Linked DNA regions of Mus musculus: region 1 is linked to region 2. The links are chromatin contacts, called in public Micro-C maps. All regions are on one chromosome and are shown on one strand. The core of a region is the stretch at or near the end of the contact, and the rest is flanking DNA. Distances in the headings are between cores, read along the strand shown.

Evidence for each region. A called contact is a pair of places that touch in the nucleus more often than the background predicts.
Region 1: a contact with region 2 is called in a Micro-C map of macrophages, with 10 times the contacts expected there. The contact joins the promoter of Hcar2 here to the enhancer-like site in region 2. A contact is called at or near these places in 16 of 39 promoter capture datasets (the 3T3-L1 cell line, 3T3-L1-derived adipocytes, the C10 cell line and 10 more), 1 of 15 datasets of contacts at CTCF or cohesin (the NIH/3T3 cell line), 20 of 484 Hi-C or Micro-C datasets (CD4 T cells, ECoMG-derived neutrophils, bone marrow and 13 more), 10 of 115 datasets of contacts at active chromatin or transcription factors (the 230-238 cell line, the HPC-7 cell line, bone marrow-derived dendritic cells and 6 more) and 6 of 9 other capture datasets (adipose tissue, bone marrow-derived macrophages, embryonic stem cells and 3 more).

The regions. Positions count from the first base shown.
Region 1 is chr5:123,861,165-123,866,987 of GRCm38.p6, forward strand. It overlaps Hcar2 (hydroxycarboxylic acid receptor 2), which reads right to left and starts at 4,352. Exons shown (of 1, transcript NM_030701.3): 1 at 2,406-4,352. The coding sequence starts at 4,274. The coding sequence ends at 3,192.
Region 2 is chr5:123,828,272-123,833,897 of GRCm38.p6, forward strand. No RefSeq gene overlaps it. Among named protein-coding and RNA genes, the nearest start is that of Hcar2, 34 kb to the right of the region's middle. Within about 2 kb of position 3,695, at least 37 of the 459 cell types and tissues checked have an H3K27ac peak or open chromatin away from gene starts, as enhancers often do. A contact at or near this core is called in ECoMG-derived neutrophils, bone marrow, bone marrow-derived macrophages and 6 more, where this site is marked.

The DNA.
Region 1 (5,823 bases), core at 3,102-5,601, 34 kb after region 2:
TGGTGCATACATGTCTGTAATCTCAGCAGGCAGGGAGTGAAGGGTTGTTTCTACAAGCAAAGTAGCAGAGGGATTGCTGTCAATCACAGGGGTTAGCGCAAGATGAGGCAAGCTGGTGCTAGGAGCCAAACCCGGCCAACACTTTGATGCTGGGTAGATGTCCCCCAAAACTTAATAATACATTTCTATTTTTTGTTTGTTTGTTTTTGTTTTTCAAGACAGGGTTTCTCTGTATAGCTCTGGCTGTCCTGGAACTCACTCTGTAGACCAGGCTGGCCTGGAACTCAGAAATCCACCTGCTTCTGCCTCCCAAGTGCTGGGATTAAAGGCATGCGCCGCCACTGCCTGGCAATTTCTATTCTTTTAAGTCTCTCAGTTTGTGATTCTTTGTTGGGGCAGCTCTTAGGAGACTAACTCTTTAGTCCAGAAACTTAGAATACCCAAGATATAAGATACAATTTGCTAAACGCATGAAACTCAAGAAGAACGAAGACCAAAGTGTGGACACTTTGCCCCTTCTTAGAATTGGGAACAAAACACCCATGGAAGGAGTTACAGAGACAAAGTTTGGAGCTGAGACGAAAGGATGGACCATCTAGAGACTGCCATATCCGGGGATCCATCCCATAATCAGCTTCCAAACGCTGACACCATTGCATACACTAGCAAGATTTTGCTGAAAGGACCCAGATATGGCTGTCTCTTGTGAGACTATGCCGGGGCCTGGTAAACACAGAAGTGGATGCTCACAGTCAGCTATTGGATGGATCACAGGGCCCCCAATGGAGGAGCTAGAGAAAGTACTCAAGTTGCTGAAGGGATCTGCAATCCTATAGGTGGAACAACAATATGAAGTAAACAATACCTCCCCCGCCCCCCAGCTTGTGTCTCTAGCTGCATATGAATCAGAAGATGGCCTAATCGGCCATCAGTGGAAAGAGAGGCCCACTGGTCGTGCAAACTTTATATGCCTCAGTACAAAGGAATGCCAGGGCCAAGAAGTGGGAGTGGGTGGGGGAGCGGGTGGGGGACTTTTGGGATAGCATTGTAAATGTAAAAGAAATAAATACCCAATTAAAAAAAAAGAAATGAAAGTTAATCCATGTTTTGAAATGCTTATTCCAAATTACCTGCTTTCTAAATCTATTCATTCAAATATTTATTATACTACATTGTATATCATAACGGCATAAGAATTATCAGCTAATAAAATATAACATATGAAAAAAAAAAGGAGACTCATACCCAACACATTCCTTGTTACCTCAGGACCTTTGCTCTCACTCCCCTCCCTGTGCCCCCCCACCCCCAGCCCAGAGGTTTTCATACCTTGCTCTGTCTAGTTAATCCTGGCTCAACTCAATATCACTTCCTCCTGGAGGCCCTCCCAGTCATCCCCACCCTAGCCACCCTCTCTGTTCCCATAGTCACACCTGGCTGGTTTCACAACACCTGTTGCTTTTCAGCCATGATCTTTTCTTCATTCCTGCCTGCCTCCCTGCCTTGAATTTGGGTTCAATGTGACGAAGACCATCTATCTGCTTAACTCCTGGCCGTATTGCCACCACCCAGAACGGTGTCTGGCGCACAGTTGCTGTTCAACACACAAAAACCAAACAAATGAATGTCAACTGTTAACTCCGATCGATCAAGGACCAGGAGTTTCACCACCAGGTTCCCCGTGATTCATGGGGAAATCCCTGCTTGGCTCGGAGCTTCTGTCTGCCGCCTTCCAGAAGAAGGCAAACCCTGCTTTTAAATTCCCACTTGTAGGAGCCGAAGGTAATAAGAGACAGAAAACTGGGAACACTTGAACTAAGAGACACTTCATCTGTCTGTCCCTGGTTTCTTGCCATCTACCGAGGGCTGAGAAATTAGAGTATCTGAATTCTTAATCTGTATCCAGCTCGGGAGGAAAAAAAAAAAAAGCCTCATCTTGCCAAAGGATCTAGGAGGGACAGAAACTGGAAATGAAAGTACAACAGAAACTTCTTGTTTCTCAACTGGCACGATGCAACCTGGTACATCTCCTTTCTGGCTCTAAACTGGGAACTGAAACCATTCCATAGGAAGCTCCTCTTCCTTCTCCTAGGGGTGGAAAAAAAAAGCCCACTCTGGTCTGATTCTTTTTTTAATATACAGCTATTAATAGCAATGTTCACCGAACTGCAAAGGGAAGAACTCCGCTGTAAACTTTTCGGTATAGCCTTTAAAACCTAACTACCTTACATATTCCCCACCGGTGCCGTTCCCCTTGGCTGTCTCAAGGCAGGGCTCTTCTGCACCCTTCTGTGTTTTTGCAGTATACTAGATCTTCCTGCTAGGATACAGTTCATAACCCAGGTCTTAAGTAAGAAGACCGTTTCTGTGAACCCTAACCCAGACAAAATGCTGCAGCAGCCTGTGTCTCCTGTCGAAATTTATTGAAATGGTAGATGTTAAAGTACAGAAACCCAAGTAATGAACCGCCCCCCCCCCCCCAACCATGGACACAGTTGAATTCCTTTTACTAAGAAACGCAGACAGAGGAGGGAAGCCACTGTTTCCCCAAAGCCTTTTAAAGCTCAGCTGAATTTGTTATTGTTTCTCTCCAGCACTGAGTTCAGTCCCTCCTGGGGCTAACCCCCTCTTACCACCTTTGGAGACTTGGAGAACAATCAAATCTTTTGCATCTCCTCCCCTCTTTAGCATTTCTGCTAAAGTCTGGCTGAAAGGTATACTGGTCCCACCGAACACAAGTGACCAACTGGCTTATCAGTGACATCTGGGTAGAGATCCCCTCCAGTTTCGTGGATCTCCTTGTCCTCACTGGGGCCCACGGACAGGCTAGGTAGGACCCTAGGACGAAGAGCCATCCGTGACTTTGAGCAGAACTGAGGTGTGTCTGGGTGCATCTGGGACTCAAACTCTGCAGGACTCTGTCTTCTTCAGTCCTGTAAGCTTGGAAGGCTGAGAAGTTTCCACTGTCTGGAAACTCTGCTTTCTGTTCCTCTGAGATTTTCTATGGCTGCACCTCGCAACCAAAACTGCTCACTGCACCACGCCGTTTCTCTAAATTCGATTCTCCGAATCTAGAAGTTCCAAGAAAGCGTAAGCCAAATCTGAAGATGTTACCCTGTTCAACGAACGGCCAAATCGCCTCTCCAGAGAGCACAGGCCTGAGCGGCAATCTCCCTTCTTGTCATAGTAACTTAACGAGATGTGGAAGCCAGATAAGGGGGGCTGCCTGGCTCACTGGGGTCAGCCATTAGCGCCCCTGGAATACTTCTGGTTGTGCTGGGGTCCCCCGTGAGCTCCACACTAGTGCTTCGGTTATTATCGGGTTCACCCAATGTTTTCTTTCGAAGGCAGCGGTTGATACACGTGGAGAAGAAGTTGGGGAAAGATGGGCTGGAGAAATAGTAGACCACAGGGTCCAGCATGCTGTTCATGTAGGTAAAGCTAAGGGTGGTAAAGAAAGCCAGGTCCACCGAGGAGTAGATGTCACAGTTGCGTACGTTATATTTGTAGAGAAGCCAGAAGATGCGGATGCGCACAGCCACACTGGGTAGGAAGCAAATGATGAATACAATAGCCACCACCATGATGAAGTTGATGGCCCTCTTGATCTTGGCATGTCTGTCCATCTGTCTCTGCCTCAGGCTCCAGATGATCCTGCCTGAGCAGAACAAGATGATGGCCAGGGGCAAGAAGAATTCCAAGAGGAACATAGCATCGTGCCACCTGAAGTTGTAACAGATGCTGAAGCTGCTACACAGATATGCCTCGCCATTTTTGGTCATCATGTTTGTATAGAGGAGGTGGACAGTCAGGCCGATGGTGAGACCCCACAAGAAGCAAGAAATGATGGCCGCCGTCCGGTTGGAGATCTTGTTCAAGAAGTGGTGTGGATGGACCACCCGGAAGTAGCGGTCCACAGCCACCACGGTGAGGAAGATGATGCTGCCCTGTCGGTTCATAGCCAACATGAAGAGCATCACACGGCAGGGGATGCCTCCGAACCTCCAGTCCCAGTTATGGACATAGTTGTCCGTCAGGAACGGCAGGCAGATGATCAGGAGAAAGTCAGCCACGGCCAAGTTGAACAAGAAAATCCGGCTGGATTTCCAGGACTTGAGGTGGAAACAGAAAATCCACAAGGCAAGGCCATTGCCCAGGAGTCCGAACACAAATTCCAGCCCCAACACCGGTGGCAAGACCTTGGCGATGTTTTCATCTCGGAACACACAGCAGTTCTTGCCGTTTATCACTAGAAAATGGTCTGACTTGCTCATGAGTGGATCTGGCCAGTCCAGCTTCAGAGTGCCTCACCTAGCGAAGGCTCAAGGCGAGTGTGTGTCTGTGTGGTGAACGTGTGGTTCAGCCCTCGGCTTTATGTCATGTCAGGGTGTTGAAAGAGATGACTGAATGGTTACCAGGAAACTACGAAATCATTTAAAAAAAAAAAAGGCTAGCAAGGCTCTTATGCAACTTACTGTTTGCATAAACAAGTAATAAAAAAAAAGTCCCCTGGGCAGACGGGAACCCACAAATTTTTCTAAACGTAAAGGATAAGTTTAGGCAAGCCGACTGTCAGAGGTGGACGAGTCAGATCTGAGGGCATTCCTTCTGAAGGCTGCAGGCATGCATGCTGGCTAGGTGATTGGCCTCGGAGAATCCATTCACTGCAATTTGCTTAGCTGACAATAATTAATAAATTAACAAGGGCAGTAACCATGCACTGTGCTAAAAGAACAGTCAGGCTTTCCAGGAGCAGTAAGAGTTCGTGTGAAATTCTACTATGCATTGGTAATGTGGATACGGTTTCCTCTGTCTGTCTGTCTGTCTGTCTCTGTCTCCCCCACCTCCTTGTTTTCTTTCTAGGATTTATTTTTATTTTTGCATGCCTGTCTATGTGGCTATGTACATACAACAACAGCCCCAGAGGCTATTGGATGCCCTGGAGCTAGAGTTATAAGACAGTTGTCATCCACCCCAATGTGGGGATAGGGAGCTTAATGCAGGTCCTCTGCAGGAGCAGCGGGTGCTCCTAACCCCCAACTCAGTTCTCTAGCGCCGTGCTCTTTTTCCTTTTTTCCTTCCTCTCAGATAGATGTCTCCTCTTGTTACGTCTCCCAAGCTGGCTTCTCCATCTTCCTGCTTCTTCTTCCCGAGTGCTGGGATTGCAGACACAGCGCCTGGATGTGTGGTATTCGTAGAAATGGCTCTGATTTCAAGCCTCAAGAGGGTGCAGAAAGATAACATTTCCTTTCTCTCTCTTTTTTTTAAAGTGTGATTAAGTGTCATCTTACAGAGTATCTACCATTGACTATCTACTTTGAGTTTGAAATTAGAAATTGGAAATTTGCCAGGTGGTAGTGGTGCATACCTTTAATCCCAGTACTCGGCAGGCGAAAGCAGGTAGATCTCTGAATTTACCTGCTCTACAGATCGAGTTCCAAGACAGCCAGGGCTAGACAGAGAAACTGTCTCAAAAAAAAAAAAAAAAAAAAAAAAAAAGAGGAAATGTGTCCCTTTAGCTGCCTACCCAAATCCTCAATGGCATTTGACGGACCTTGTAGTCTAGACTCAGGGTGACCTGATCTTGGATCCTATAGGATCAGGATACTTCATGGAGACTGTGACAATGAAGATGACAACTTTGAGATTGGTGGTGCCCACATTGCAGTTTCCAGTGTTCCAAATTCCATGTCTTGAAACTCCATGTTTGCCCATTTTTTTCAAGATTGATTTATTTATTTTTATGTATATGAGTATACTGTAGCTGTACAGATAGCTGTGAGCTATCATATGGTTGTTGGGAATTGAACTCAGGACCTCAGC
Region 2 (5,626 bases), core at 2,445-4,944:
CTACATAGCAAGTTTCAGACAAGCCGAGACCGCACTGTGAGACTCGATTTCAGGAAACCCAAATTAAAGCCAGCAGGGTGGCTCAGTGACTAAATGCTCTTCCCTGTGAGCCTGTGAGCCTGAGCTCAATCCTCAGGGCCCACATTGCTGGAAGGAAAGGTCCTCTGACCTCCTCATTATCCTATGGTATGCGTGCACGCACGCAGGTGTGCACGATCTCACACGTGTGCAATCTCACGTGTGTGCGCACGCTCATACACACACAAAATATATTTTAAAACTCTAAATAACAGTATATAAATAACATAAAGGCACACCTTATAAATGGTCAGTTTTTTTTTCCACTTTTGTCGTCAAGAATAAAAAGAATTCACTTATTCTTTTAAAACTCCAAATAGTTCAGAGACCCCCCTACCCCCCAAAATACCACAGGCTATCGCCACCGCTGTTGGTTGTCCACCAGAGTTTGATGGTAAAACACTATTGCTAAAGACACCATACACTCTGGCTGCAGGACATGGAGAAATCAGGCTGGTGCTAAATAGGACACTTCCTTCCTGCTGGTGACTTTTTGTAGAACTAGAAGGTGCCATAAAGGTCCGAGTTATGCAGGAGATGTCATGAGTAATTTTACCCAGCTATGGACACCATGGGCTACTCTAATGACCTGGGTCATTAGAGTCCCACAATTGTCATGGGGGGCAACCAACCAATCACCTTATTCTTAGATTTAAGGCCTGAATTGCAAGAGAAAATGCATACCTGGTACTGAGTTTCTGACCAGGGACCCACGACCAACATCAGGAGTGAACCTGTCTGTCTCAGTTAGGGTTTTACTGCTGTGAGCAGACGCCATGACCAAGGCAACACATAAAAAGAGAACAACACTTAAGTGGGGCTGGCTTACAGGTGCAGAGGTTCAGTCGATTATCATCATAGCAGGAAACACCACAGTCTCCTCCAGGCAGGTATGGCGCTGAGAGTTCTCTACATCTTCATCCAAAGGAAGCCAGGAGCAAATTGCCCTCAGGCAGCTAGGAGGAGAATCTCAAATCAGAATGCCACAGTGACATACTGCCTCAAACAAGGCCACACCTCCTTCAAGAAGTCCACACCCACTCCAAGAAGGCCACACGTCCTCATAGTTCTACTCTGTGGGCCAAGCATATACAAACCATCACAGAACCTATTAATATTATTCGACTAAATGGATACGGTATCAATCTGCCCTCTATATTTGTACCTATATGGATAGACTTGCACACCTCTTAGGCCCCATTAGTTTCTTTGTTAACTCAAAAGGCTCAGGAACCATTATAGATGGGGTGGGAGGGATGGAAAGATGGTAAGAGCTATAGGGCGGGAAGCCCGGAGCAGAACAGCATCTTCCAGACCAGTCAGGACTGCTGCAGTTCCAAACTCACAGAAGCTGTGATTGCCTGAACAAGATCAAACCAGTTAACGCTCCTTTACTTACGAAATTACTGAAATTATTAATTATTTTTGGCTACTCAATCTCAGAATAAAATGAGTGCTTATGCCGGGCAGTGGTGGCACACGCCTTTAATCCGAGCACTCACAAGGCAGAGGCAGGGAGATTTCTGATTTCGAGGCCAGCCTGGTCTACAGAGTGAGTTCCAGGACAGCCAGGGCTATACAGAGAAACACACTGTCTTGAAAAAAAAAAATGAGTCCTTATATGTTTCATAGTCACAAGGACACATGACAAGGGACAGAAAGTGGGAAGTTAGTTAGCACTGACTAACTTCCAGGGAACAGGATGAGTTTTTGAGACTTACACGTACCCTTCTACATGTCAATCAGAGTGACGCTGCTAACGTTTTAATCCCTTGACCGCTAGAAATGGAGCATCAGTTGATGGAGTGTTCTTTCTCCCCTGGTGACAGAAAGCATGACCTGATAAAAAATGAAATCTGAGCCGGGTGTGGTGGCGCATGCCTTTAATCCCAGCACTTGGGAGGCAGAGGCAGGCGGGTTTCTGAGTTCAAGGCCAGACTGGTCTACAAAGTGAGTTCCAGGACAGCCAGGGCTATACAGAGAAACCTTGTCTCGAAAAACCAAAAAACCAAAAAATAAAAAATAAAGTCCGGGGCTGGTGAGACTCAGAGGGTAAGAGCACCGACTGCTCTTCCGAAGGTCCTGAGTTCAAATCCCAGCAGCCACATGGTGGCTCACAACCATCCATAACAAAAATCTGTTGCCCTCTTCTGGAGTGTCTGAAGACAGCTACAGTGTACTTATGTATAATAATAAATAAATCTTTGGGCTGGAGTGAGCAGAGACTGAGCGAGCTGAGGCTGACCAGAGCTAGCAGGGATTGACTGGAGCGAGTGGGGCCGGTGGAAGCAAGCAGAGGTCTTAAAAATTCAATTCCCAACAACCACATAAAGGCTCACACCTTCACAACAGCTACAGTGTACTCGTATACATAAAATAAATAAATAAATATTTTTTTAAAAATTGAGGATTCTGGGAACTGAACCCAGGTCTTCAGTAAGAACCGCAAGCCCTCTTAACCCCTGAGGCCATCTCTCCAGTCCATTACTTTTCATTTATGGACATGTATGTGTATTTATGTGAGTGTGTGCAAATGCCCATAGAGAGGAGAGGGCGTCAGATCGCTAGGTTGTGAGAACCAACCATGAGGGCTGGGGACTGAACTTGGGTCGTCTGTAAGAGCAATTTGCACTCTTAAAGGCTAAGATCTCCCCAACTCTGTTTACATAGTTTTTGATGGATATTTTAAAAAAAATTTTTTGGAAAACATTTTATATGTACAGGTGTTGTGCCTGCGTGTATGTTTGTATACCATATCCGTGCCTGGTGCCTGTAGAGGCCAGAAGAAGGCATTGTGTTGGGACACCATCCAAGACTGGAGTTGTCCAGGGAGAATTCTGAGTGCGTGAGAGAAAACAAGAGGTTTATGGCTTCGCTGTCTTCCAAATGGAAGTTTTCTTGAAATGCATTTTTGTGCCTCTCCCAGATGTAGCAGATAGGAATGAGCTTACTTCAAATTATTTTTTATTGCTTGCTGATGCTATTCCATTGAATTTTTATTTGTTTTGTTTTGTTTTTCAGTTTTTCTCTGTATAGCCCCAGCTGTCCTGGAGCTCACTCTGTAGGTCAGGCTGGCCTTGGAACTCACAGAGACCTGCCTGCCTCTGCCTCCAGAGTGCTTGCATTAAGGGCAGGTGTCATCACCACCAAGTTCAATTAAACATTTAAACTATCCTTTCTATGCCGATGTGGAAAAAACGTGTTTGCCATTTGTGGTTTGTCCTTGTGATTGTACACAGCTTGAACTCATGAGGACTTTACTCCTGTGGTTTCTCTTTAACCTCCGAGTGTAAACTGTCTGGGGACCTGAATCAGCATCGCTGTGGCGGGAGACTTCAGTCTGCTCATTTAGCGGCTCCGTTCTCCCAGCTCCGAAACTTTATTTAGGGATGTAAGCGCGTGTGGTGGTTGGAATAGAAGCCAGGTCCTCTACAAAAGCAACAGATGTCCCTAGCCACTGAGCCACCATCTCTCCAGCCCCGTGGTGGATTGTTTGAGTAAGAGAGTCAGCCTATTTGAAAGCCCACAGAGATTTGCCTCACTGACACAAGACACTGATAGTCCAAGCAGGAGTTTATGAGAGTTTAGTAACCTGTCAAGATTTGAGATCAGGCACCCTCACATGAGAAGCTGCTACACACACTTGGGTATGTCCTATTCTCTATGACTGTCCCTTTCAGAAGCCACACCCAAGCTTTTTTCTTCCTGGTGCCTCTCTTTGTCTGACCCCTTGTGTTTAAGCTTAGATTTAAAATCTCTTGGGCTGCTGAGATGCTCAGCAGATAACAGAGCTCAGACTGACAACCCGAGTTCAAACGCTGAGACCCACGTGGTAGGAGATAACCGACTCCCGCAAATTGTCCTCGGACCCCCGTGTGTGAGTCATAAAATGTGCACAGGAGCGCATGTGTGCGTGCACACACGTACACACACACAAAGTAAGTAAATAAATGTAATCTAAAAAATTGTAGAGCTAATGAGGGCTTTCATCACGTCTGAAGCAACAGTGCATCCTCTGTATTGGAAGAGATGACGCAGGGAGGAAAGAGAAGGAAGTGGTATTGCTTCAAAAACAAGGCTTGTTGGCTAATTTTTGCCAGTGTCCCTATATCTAGGCTTCATTAACATTTTAAGTCCAAAAATGGTTGCATAATGCACAGCACATACTATATTTTATACCTCAGAAAAAGAGAAGTGGCAATTTACAAAATCGCCCTGACTACTTTTGGTCCCATGATGTCACGTGCCTACCCTTGGTGTCGTGGTCATACGGGAGCCATATGTCTAGGAAAAGTTGCATCATCAAACCCCAGGAACTGGTACAGTGGGGTGTCTTCCTCTGTTTTAGTGCCCCGTGGCCATCAGTTATATACTAATGACCATTCTATGGTTATAAATTTACTATGTAAAAAGATACAAACTGTGCGCCCTGGGCTGCTGTGTCTCAGTGGTAGCCTGTTTGCATAGCATGCATGAGGCCAGGGGTTCGGTCCCCAGCATTGCCAATAACAAAAGAGTTCTGCAGTGTAGTCTCTTAGTAGAAGGCCTTTTTCTTAGGAAGCTATTTTCTTGTGTCTAAGTCGAGGGTCATGGTGTCATTTTTCTGATTTATGTTTCACTCATAGCCCTGCAGGGAACGGGGAGTGTACCTGATAGGATAAAATAAGAATGTGTATGTTAAAGGTTGTAAGATAATGAAAAAGAGGCCAGGCACAGGGTGACACAGGCCTTTAGTCCCGGCACCTGGGAGGCAGAGGCAGGTGGGTCTCTGTGAGTTCAGGGCTGACTTCACTGAGGCTGGCTGTGAGTGTTTATAGGTCTGCCCTACTTCAGTGGGCTGATTCCAACTCTACGTTTGCCATTGAAGGGTTGCTTTCTCAGTCATGCACGCCAAAATGGCTACCAACATAGCTATCATGTGCTACCATGCCTGCCACCTACCAACATGTCTGTCATGTGCCACCATGACTGCCACCTGTCACCATGCCTGTCACATGGCACCATACCTGGCGCCTGCCCTATGCCTTCCTTACATGATAAATCCTTATTCTTCTGGAACTATAAGTTACAATGAACTTTCTTTTGTAAGTTGCTTTAAGCGTGGTGGTTTATTTATTTATTTATTTATTCACATTACATCCCAGTATCAGCCCCCTATACTCATGGTATTTTATTGCAGCAGCAAAAAGTAACTAATACTCCCTGCCTCAAAAAAGAAAAGACAAGACAGAAAGTGAAAAAGAAGAATGTCATGGTTGTGAGTTTTGGGGGCTTTGCTGTTGGTGTTTACAGAGGTGTCATCTGTCTTGTTTCTGTTCTAAAGACAGAACCCAGAAGTATAGCTGTGGTAACATACACCTTTAATCCCAGCACTCGGGAGGCAGAGGCAGGCGGATTTCTGAGTTGAAAGCCAGCCTGGTCTACCGAGGAGTTTTAGGACAGTCAGGGCTACACAGAGAAACCCTGTCTCAGAAAAACCGAAAAACAAAACAAAGAAAAACAACAGGAGTTTGTTCTCTCTCACTTCTGGAGAACAAAGGGTACGGTT